Regions from separate parts of the Mus musculus genome. Here region 1 is linked to region 2. A link is a contact called in public HiChIP or PLAC-seq data. All regions are on one chromosome and are shown on one strand. The core of a region is the stretch at or near the end of the contact, and the rest is flanking DNA. Distances in the headings are between cores, read along the strand shown.

Evidence for each region. HiChIP or PLAC-seq counts read pairs in DNA pulled down with a chosen protein or histone mark.
Region 1: a BATF HiChIP or PLAC-seq map of CD8 T cells shows a contact between it and region 2, with 52 read pairs. The contact joins the enhancer-like site here to the promoter of Plcl2 in region 2. A contact is called at or near these places in 4 of 39 promoter capture datasets (the C10 cell line, liver and pre-B cells), 1 of 15 datasets of contacts at CTCF or cohesin (CD8 T cells), 37 of 484 Hi-C or Micro-C datasets (B cells, CD4 T cells, CD8 T cells and 24 more), 9 of 115 datasets of contacts at active chromatin or transcription factors (CD8 T cells, the HPC-7 cell line, the SCID.adh cell line and 6 more) and 3 of 9 other capture datasets (adipose tissue, liver and pancreatic islet).

What each region holds. Positions count from the first base shown.
Region 1 is chr17:50,568,164-50,573,482 of GRCm38.p6, reverse strand. The region is part of intron 1 of Plcl2 (phospholipase C-like 2); the gene reads right to left. Among named protein-coding and RNA genes, the nearest start is that of Plcl2, 61 kb to the right of the region's middle. Within about 2 kb of position 3,087, at least 44 of the 459 cell types and tissues checked have an H3K27ac peak or open chromatin away from gene starts, as enhancers often do. A contact at or near this core is called in B cells, CD8 T cells, CD8 central memory T cells and 11 more, where this site is marked.
Region 2 is chr17:50,507,791-50,512,887 of GRCm38.p6, reverse strand. It overlaps Plcl2 (phospholipase C-like 2), which reads right to left and starts at 3,341. Exons shown (of 6, transcript NM_013880.3): 1 at 2,951-3,341. The coding sequence starts at 3,280.

The DNA of each region.
Region 1 (5,319 bases), core at 1,838-4,337, 61 kb before region 2:
TTTCCAGGAAAATGTAATTATCAGTGATGGTGAAATGTGTCACTGGATAGGGGCATTTGCAACCAAGCTGAAGACTTGCGTTCAATACCCAGAATGACTCAGGGGACAGAAACCAGCGTCAAGTTGTCTTCTGATCTGCAGCACACATGTACACACACACACATACACAATAAAAATTGTGATAAAATCCATTTTAAAAATCACAAATACCTTCTAATTAAAAATGATCAAACTTAGTTCAGTAAGAACACCATCTGATAGACAGCCCAGAAAATCATTTAAATAATTCTGAAATATCAATCCTTTTAAAGGCGCATAGGTAAGGTCATCTTAGGATAATTATGACAAATTTTCCAAAAATATGCAACTTCTATTCTGTATAAATAATGTAGGAACATACAAAAAATAGAAAAGTACCCAGCTTTGTTTACGAGTCTAGCATAGTTTCTCATAGCACTCTCTAAGTCTAGACAGAAGTCATTAGTTATGGGTAGAAGAGAGACTGTCTGGTATCCATGGTTTATCATAACCCTGATATATAAGACAAAAAATGATGAAATAACAAAAGAAAACCATCAATCACCTGCACGTGTGAACTAATATTCAAAGAGGTTGAAATGAAATGCTGGCCAATCAAAGTATCAAACATAGCACAGTTTATTTTACATTATAACTGATTTTACATCAGAAAATCTATGAAGGCAACTAATACATCATCAAGTTCAAGGAGAAAAAAAACTACAGACTGTCAGTCACCAGACACTGTTGTGGATGCCAACAAGTGCTTACTGACAGAAGCCTGTTATAGCTGTCTCCTGAGAGGCTTTACGAGTGCCTGACAAATACAGAAGTGGATGCTCACAGCCAACCATTGGACTGAGCACAGGGTCCCCAATGGAGGAGCTAGAGAAAGGACCCAAGGAACTGAAGGGGTTTGAAGCCCCATAGGAGGAACAACAATATGAACCAACCAGTACCCCCAGAGCTCCCAGGGACTAAACCACCAACCAAAGAGCACACATGGTGGGACTCATGGCTCCAGCCGCATATGTAGCAGAGAATGGCCTAGTCAGACATCAATGCAGGGAGAGGCCCTTGGTCCTGTAAAGGCTCTATGCCTCAGTGTAGAGGAATGCCAGGGCCAGGAAGTGGGAGTGGGTGAGTTGGTGAGCAGGGGGGTGGAGGGGGTAGAGGTTTTTCAGAGGGGAATCCAGGAAAGGGTATAACATTTGAAATGTAAATAAAGAAAAATATCAAATAAAAAATAAAATAAATAAAAAAAAGAAATAATGTGAAAAATTTTATACACATTCAGGCCTTAATCTAGCAAAACATCACTGTTTTCTTTGTTCACCACCATCAACTACTCCTCAATGACTCATGAGTCATTTTGTGAGAGTGATAAGAAGAATTCTACTATTGATATCATATAAGCCGATTAACCTCCAAATTAATTTTCTCCCAACAATTTTTAACAATTGAATCCTTACTTAAAAATTTTCATTAGAATTATTTATTACATTTTACATGTGCATGTTTATCCTATATGTATCCTATATGTATGCATACCACATAAACGCTTGGTACCCATGAAGGTCAGAAGTGAGTATCAGATCCCCTGAAACTAAAGTTGCCAATGGTTGTGAACCACTATGTGAGTGATGGAATTCAAACTAAGGTCCTCTGAAACATCAAGGAATGCTCTTCACCTCTGCGCCATCAATCCAGACCAGGAAAGAGATTTTTATAACTAGAAAACTATTCATAGTCAGCAACTAAGTTTTGATTTGAATTTCTTAAGAGGAAAGAGTAAAAAAAACTTTCTGAGGAAAGCCAAGGAGAAAATAATTAAAATCTTGCCAATTACTGAAGTAACATACAGTTTTGTGGCAAACATTTGCACTCATTAACTTAGTTAACAGAGGGATTCATTGAAAGTGGAAGAAAAGAAGGAAACAAAATTCACAACTAGTTGAAAGCACACACTCACACAAACAATACCGATACACGTGTGGCATGCAGGGTGATAAAAGTATTGTGATGGAAAGTAAAACAAGAGATGGGGAGACAAGAGCTGCTCTGAGTGTGTGTGTGTGTGTGTGTGTGTGTGTGTGTGTGTGTGTGTGTATGGCAACTTGGGGAGGAAAGAGTTTATTTTTACTTTATAATTCATCATCAACAAAACATAGTCCATCATCAAAACAGGAAGGGCAGGCAGACAAACCAGAAACCCGGAGGCAGGAACTGAAACTGAGATCCTGGAAAGTGCTGCTTACTGGCTTGCTCCCCATGGCTTGCTCACTCTGCTTTCTGATACAATCTAAGATCACCAGTTCAGGTGGCACTGCCCACAGTGGTCTGAGCCCTCCAACATCAATTATTAATCAAGAAAATATCCCCACAGGCTTGCCTCCAGGCCAATGTGATAGAACAGTGACTCAACTTTCCACATGCTGCAACCTTTAGCACACTTCTTCATGTTGTGGTGACCCCCACCCCAACCATAAAAGTATTTTCTTTCCACTTCATTACTGTAGTTTTGCTGATGTAATGAATTACAATTCATGCAAATATCTGTGGTTTTGGATGCTATTAGGCTAGCCCCGTGAAAGGTTCATTTGAATTCCCCAAAAAGTTGTAACCCATAGGTTGAAAACTGCTGTTGACAGAGGGATTTTTTTTCGATTGAGGTTCACGCTTCAAAGATGACTAACTTGTTCCTAATTAACAACAACCACCACAACAAAGCCCCTAACAACACAACTGATCTCTTGACGACTTGACCTATAACCACACAACTACTAAGCCTTAACCTTTCCTTTCTTGTTTATTCTCTTTGCTACTTCCATTGATATAATACTTAATGTTAATATGGCAACACTAAAAAAGTGTAACTTTAAAATACTCAATCACACAACTATAAACTATAACCTTTCCTTTCTTATTTATTCCCAATTAATACCTAATGTAAATGTCACATTAAAAAGTCTAACTTTAAGGCCGGCACATTGTAGAACATAGTGTGAAATGCACATTGTAAAACACAGGATGTTAATGAATTGCACTGAAAAAGAGAAAATGAGAAATGCACAGTGTAGAACACAATATAAAAAAAAAAAAAGTCTAACTTTGGGCTGGTGAGATGGCTCAGTGGGTAAGAGCACCCGACTGCTCTTCCGAAGGTCCAGAGTTCAAATCCCAGCAACCACATGGTGGCTCACAACCATCTGTAACGAGATCTGACGCTCTCTTCTGAAGACAGCTACAGTGTACTTACATGTAATAAATAAATAAATCTTTAAAAAAAAAAGAAAATTGAAACAAGTATAAAAAAAAGTCTAACTTTAAGAGTCCCATAGTCATTTTTAAAAAATCGCTCTAAAAATCAGAATCTTTAAAATATCTAGAATATTTTTAAAATATTTTTTGAAATTAAAATATGATCACACCTTTTCCCCTCTTCCCCTTCTCCCTCCACACTTTCCAATGTTACCCTCCCCACCCTGGCCAAAGGGTCAGCTGCAGAGCTTCAGGTACACAGAACCAGCTGCTTGGAAAGTCTCTCGGATTCTTCACTGCCCACTCAAACCCATTCCTACACACACACACACACACACACAGACACACACACATACATTCTTGGTTTTATGTAGAAATGTATTCCAACAAGGGCCAATGAAACTAAAAACAAACAAAAGCACTGCACAGTCTTTCACGGGGAATTGCTTTTTCTCAAGGCAGTGGCTTCCACATTGCAGGTCGGTCTCTGTAGATGCCCAGTCCCACTCTAGATGAAATTTAAGACTGAACAGCAAATGGGGGGGGGGGGGCTAGGCTCCATGTATTTCTTTCCAAGGCTTGGTGGGTTTGGGGTGGCAGGAGTTGTTTGTTTGTTTGTTTGTTTGTTTGTTTGTTTTTGGAATGCCTCCTCTTTCTTCTGTAGGCAGTGATCACTGAAATGAAACTGACTATAGTTCTAAATTCCACGTATTATTTTATGGCCTTTTAAAATCCATTAAAGGACAGAAACATTTATCCTACCCAATTATCCAAAAGTGTTATAAAGCCATTAAAGCTTTTAAAAAACAGATCTACACATGATTAATTGTCCAGTGTAAGCAAGGTTCTCTGTTTTGGCAAAAGACTTTCTATAATTCACCACTTAAGCAATGAGTAAAAATACAGTTAACAATGAATTAACACAATTTGGACTGAAAAGTGGTGCTAAATATTATGCAAGACAAGTACATTTTAACATGGAACAACAGAGCATGCATAAACCATTATCTTTCAAACTTACATAATATTTCTATCATGTTATCAAAAGGTACAGTGTAAAACTGTCACTTGTCACCCAAAATTAAATCTCCACATAACACTCACTGGGGAGACTGAAGCTGGAGCATGGCTCTTCAGACTCGCTTTATCTATACTGTCAGTGTTAACAAAGAGGAAACATCTTTAAAACTAAGCAATAATGAGGAGGAAATTAAACCACATGTGAAGAAGTATACCCCAATTTCTAGTCTAAGTATGCAACCCACAGCGATTACAGTACATAGTCAAATAGAGGTTTTGATCTTCCAAATTTCTATGACAGGTGGGGTGCTTCATTTGAATAAGCTAAATGTTTGCAAAATGTCACAACCAGAGAATCTCATGATCAGCATTGTCTGAAGGGCAGGCAGGCATTTTAAGAAAGACTTTTATTGTTCTTTGATATACACACCAACACAGAAAAGCTAAGTGTAATAATTATAACTGATTTGCCCTATGATTCCTGTCTTTGGCTTGGAATCTATAGAGACCAGTCTTTTTAGAAAGAGCCCTCTCAGCTGAGCATGCTTTTAATCCCAGCACTCAGGAGGCAGAGTTCTGAGTTCAAAATCAACCTGGTCTAGAATAAATTTCAGAAAAGCCAGGACTATGCAGAAAAACCCTGTCTCAAAAGCAAGAGAAAAGAGAAGAGAAGAGAAGAGAAGAGAAGAGAAGAGAAGAGAAGAGAAGAGAAGAGAAGAGAAGAGAAGACCTTTGAGTCTCCTCTTAACCTATCTCCAGATCTCAATTTACTAATTTAACCTTTTTTAAAAAATTATATTTATTTATTACTAATTAATTTTTAATGTACCAAAGTAATTAGTGATGTTGAGTTCTAGGAGCCTATTCTTGTTCTGAAAACAAATACCTGCTTTGTAAGACCATATAAAATTCAGCCAGAGGCTTTGCATGGTGGCCCACACCCTTCAACCAAGCTGAGACAGAGACAACACTGTGAGTTCGAGGCCAGACAAGCCAAGGCTATATACATTGTGATACACT
Region 2 (5,097 bases), core at 2,092-4,591:
TCTGTAAAACATTTTACAGTGCTTCCTCCCAACTGTCATCAAGATTGCTACCATAATTGAGGAGGTCTTTTAGTATAGGTCTGTGATCCTATTATGGCAGAAACAAATACAGTTTTACAATTTCTTGCTCATTGCTATTTATAAAACAGATGAGACATCCAAGAAATTACTTTAAATACATAGAGTTCTGGTCAGCTTACAGTGTATTTCTGAATATGTCACTCAAGTTAGTATTGTGTCTTTCTTCTTTACCTACCATTGACCACAGTTAGGCCCTAGACCTCCTTGCTTGAGTGACTCTTACCTAACAGGATATGAAGATTGAAAAGAAAATGGAAGACAAGGGAAAAAACCTGAAACTGACATTTCTAACAACACAAACCCATAAACACTTGCTGGCCTCTGCTCTCCAGCCAGCCTCGCTGACCGGCTGCTGCCCCAGCACACTTGCTTACTCATCTGCTCCAGACCAGCTGACCACACTGACACCTCAAAGCCCGTCTCTATGAAGAGCACAAGAAACCAAAGAGAGACACCATTATGGCCTTTTCCCATGGGCGCTGCTTAAGCTTAAGCACTCTGTTATCTCTTTTTTAAAAAGTGAACTATAGTTTCTGCCATTCATGCGACCAAGAGACCTGTGCAGCATCCACTGCTTTATAAAACTTGACACTAAATCAAAAGACTCCGTTATTCTATTAAGATGTTATCTTTATGCTGTACAACGTACCTTTAGAAAACCCAACACTAAATTCCTAAAATCTAAATGTTTGAAGACATCAACTCATCATCTGAAACGTAACTACTGACCTATCCAGCTAGGGTGGCCTTCTTTGGCTATTCTGCAGATACAATCAATTTTCAACACTACTTCCATGATTTTCAAGAATGGTTAAGACAAAAATAAGCTGAACATAATGACCAGAAAGGGGAATATGTCAAGCTGTCTTATGTGGTACAAGATACCAAGATATGACTGGTAAATCTAAAACCACCTGTTTCAGAAACTAACAAAAGTTAGAGAAAACACATACTTCCTTATCGTTCCTCGGACCCAACAGTAAGTAATTTATTGAGCACCTACTATGAGCCTCTAGCCCTGTGCATCTAGGGATGTAATGGTGGATAAAAAGTTAATTGGCTTCGTTGAGGAATAGAGAAAGATGAAACATAACTTTGAAACTCAGAGTTCAAAGTAAGCAGCACCACCATTCCTCAACTTGTTATTTCTGAAAAATTCACCATTTTTTCCATGTGCCTTTACAGGAATGGTCAGTCTTGACTCTGTAAGTCACAAATAGGCAAGCCGCACTTCTTTCCTGGCTCTCACAACTGTCACAGGGAACAACCCTACTGCTGTTACTGTCCTTCTCTGTGAAGCATGGCCTTTTAAATGTGAAAACTGGCCACCAAAAAAAATCCTTGAGGGGAAAGGTTGTTAAAATTACATAAACCGGTATATTATCTAAAACTTTCACATAAGGTGTTATTAATATCACAATGCAAATTCACCACAAATATTTAACCAATAAAAACAGGAATGTTGCATAGCTCTGCAAATAGGATCAATAATCATATATACTCGAAGACAACTTTCCTGGAAACAAACCACATACTAGAAGGAGAAGATATATCCATCACTAAGAGCTACACAAGCAGGAAAAAACGGACACCGCTTTTCTTGGTTTAAAAGTTAGACCATACACTTGATCTTTAGAGACAGGCAATGCACTTGATCTTTAAGCCCTTCAACTGTGCCCTGTCCACACAAAACCTGAGCAAGCAGATGACAAGGCTAGATGCAGTTTCACAACAGCCTCTTACACAGCACCAAAGTGGTCTGTTACACTAGATGGCTGCAGATGATGATAACCCAGAGGCACCTTCACAGTACTTGAGCATTTCTGAATTTCAAATACCACCAGTGTCAACTCTGTGCTGTTGGCACATTCTGACCTGTCTCCTAAGGGTTGTCAGCCACAAACAGGATGAGTTAGCACCAGACAGTACTCACTGGCCTGTCCTAAAAACTCCTTCATGTCTCAAAAAGCAACATTCCATATTTGCTCCATATTTGAACAAGCCAAATGGGCTGATCTGGCTCAAGGTTCTACTTTTCGTAGCTTATCAACTTTCTCTTTTCACTTCGAGTCACAAGAAATATTTTTATGTTGCAACTACACTGCAATGTTTGAAGGAAGCCACCATAAACTCTTAATGTCACCTCTTGAAATTTAAAATTCACAAAACAACTGGTGGCTTTCTAAATAGCACCATGAAAAACAAAACAAACAAAAACAAAAACAAGCAAAAACCATTCCAAAGAAACTTGCTAATTTGGAGAGGCCTGCTTATAGCAGCTAGGAAAGAATTAAATTGTGCGGAACTGTATTCTCTCAGAGCTTTTGAGGCTAAAAAAGAGGAAATCTGTGTTTATGTTCCCTTTCTCCGAGTAACTGAAGGAGAGGTATTTACATTCCCCAAATACAATCACTTGCAAGGGGCAACCAATTACCCAGTAGATTAGAAGAAATCTATTAAATAATATATGTTCATTGCCTGGGGTTTTGAGAAAATATTTTCACATGATCCCTGTCCTTTAAAATACAATAGAAACCTTACAGGGAGTGTGCCACCATGCTAAGCTGCCTCTGAAAAGCCTGTCCTACCCAGGCAGGTACAAGGCCATTTAATTCCAAGTCAATCTGGAGAGAGGTGACAGCCCCAAGTTGCTCTGGGGATGTCAGAGCACAGCACTCCTGCACACTCAGATCACCTCTCCATTCTTTCCCAATGCCATCAGCTTTCCAATCCCTGCTCCAGCACTCCAAACACCCCTACACCCTGGCTTCCCCTTCGCAGTGGGCTCATTTTGCATCGCCTCCTTCCGCCACAGCTTCTCCGGGGCGGGGAAAGCGAGCCCAAGGACGCGCGCGGGTCTCCTACTTACCTTGATGATGCTGCTCCGGCGGGGCAGGCCGCCCGGTTTGCTGTCCCTGGGGACCGGACCGGCAGCTGGGCTAGGGGTCCGCGCGAGCGCCACGCCTAGAGGTCCCCTGCCAGGGCTGGTCCGGGCTTCGTCCCCGGACACGCCGAGGCTGCAGTCTCCGTTGGAAACCCCGCCGCTGTCATAGCGCGCCCGCCCGTGGCCGAGGCGACCTCCCCCGCCACCACCTCCGCCTTCCCCGGCTCCGGCTTTCAGGGCGCCCTTGGCGCCTAGGGCCGGGCTCGGGGAGGTGGGCAGGGCCCCTCCTGCGGCGCCCCGGCCACACTCCGCCATGGGCGCCCCACGACCCGCCTGCACAAAGCCGCGTCCCCGCGTCCCCGCCGCCGCCGCCTCGGGCCGCTGCGCGCGGCCCCTCCTCCTCGCCGCCGCCGCCGCCTCGGCCGCTTCTTCCGCTTTTTCTTTTCTTTTTTTTTCTTTTTTTTTTTTTTCTTTCTCTTTTTGGTTGGGATGTGGCGCGTGCAGCGAGCTCGCCTCCGGCGCGAAGGACGTCGTGCAGGCGGAATTACCTCTGGGGTCCTGCCGGGGTCGGGGAGAGAGAGAGGAGAGAGGAGTCAGCTTGGGCGGCGGCGCCCCCGCTGCCGGCACCTGGGGAAGGAAAACACGCCCCGGCACACGCGCCGCTGCGGGCGCCAAAAATAACGCGCGCGCGCCAGCGCCCACCGCCGCGCGCCGCGTCCCCTCCGGCCCCGCGCTCACCGACGAGCGCCGCGTCCCCTCCGGCCCCGCGCTCACCGACGAGCTCGCGGCGGCGGGGCGCGAGGGACACGTGCGCCCACTCCGCGGCGCTGGCGACACGCGGAGGCGCGGCGCGCGGGGCTCCGGGGTTCCCGGCTCCGCCCAGGCCCGTCAGTCTCCCCCCCCCCCCCCACACCTTCAGGGCTCAGCCGAGGCCCAGGGCGGCTTCTGATGGCCCCCGGGCCCACCGCCACTTACCCGCGGCCATCGCCTCCCGGGCTTCGCGCTGCCCCCTACAGGCCGAGGGGACCCGTCCGGGCTCCGGGCACGGGCGTTGCGGTTGTGGTCGCTCTCCTAGGCCGGCTCAGCGAGGCGCACGCCACAGCCAGCTGTCAGTCACCTGAAGGCATCCCGAGGGGGACAGCGAACCCGCAGGCCGCGGGCGAGCTGAGGGTCCTGGGGCTGTGGTCTTGGCCGCTGCACCTCGCGTCCAGCTCCAGCCCTTCATTCGGAACCCGCTCCCTTCCCACCCTGCTCCCCCTGGGCTTCCTCAGTGGAGCAAACCCATTTCCCATACAGAAACCAATCCTCTTGCGTGTCCTTGGGCTGCTAAACTCAATGAGCACGACAGGTTGCCAGGATCTGGGGTAGGGATGGCATGGCTGGCAGGCGTTGAGAGACAGAAGACCTCCGCAGAGTTTATTTGGTGCCTCTGGGTTGTCCCACGGAGGTTTATCATTGTAGTCTGTGTCTTTCCTAAACCTGACACTAGAGAGACTTGCTTGTTCAACCCCTAGTGGGTACCATCCAAATCAGGACCATCGTTTGGGACAGGATCAAAAATCAATGATTAACATGTCGCTCTCATATGCAAATACTTTCCTTAAACCTCCATTCCTGGAGCCAAGGAAGAACGCAGGGCCACTGTGTAGCCTGGCAGAGCCATTGGCAGAAGAGCAGGACGAGTGCACTGTGTGGTACCAGAGGCTCCACCCACCTCCCCAACCCAGCCACCCTGAGGTCCAGTTTCATGCCTGGTTCTGGCTTCCCAGTTTTTCTCTCACTGTATTTCATCTTCTGGAAAGGCACTTTCCCTGGGCCAGGAGTACCTGAGAGTCCCCTGGGACAGAACTTAGAGACCTTGCCCTCGTTACCATAATATGGTAGCAAATTGCCAAGGAGCCTCTAAGGAAACGAGCTTTACATTCATAAACATGTCCACCCTTTCCTCAAATGCGACATCAAAATCCTTTCGTTATTCTTGGGGTGTTTTAATTCTTCTGATCCCCTTGGCACGCTTTTGTAAACATCTGGGCAAGTCAAATAGGGCCTACCCACTAACAAATGTTTTCTTATGGATAGATGACATTTTAATTCTTTTTTTAGCCTCACCCCTCCATATTAACTCCTTCCTA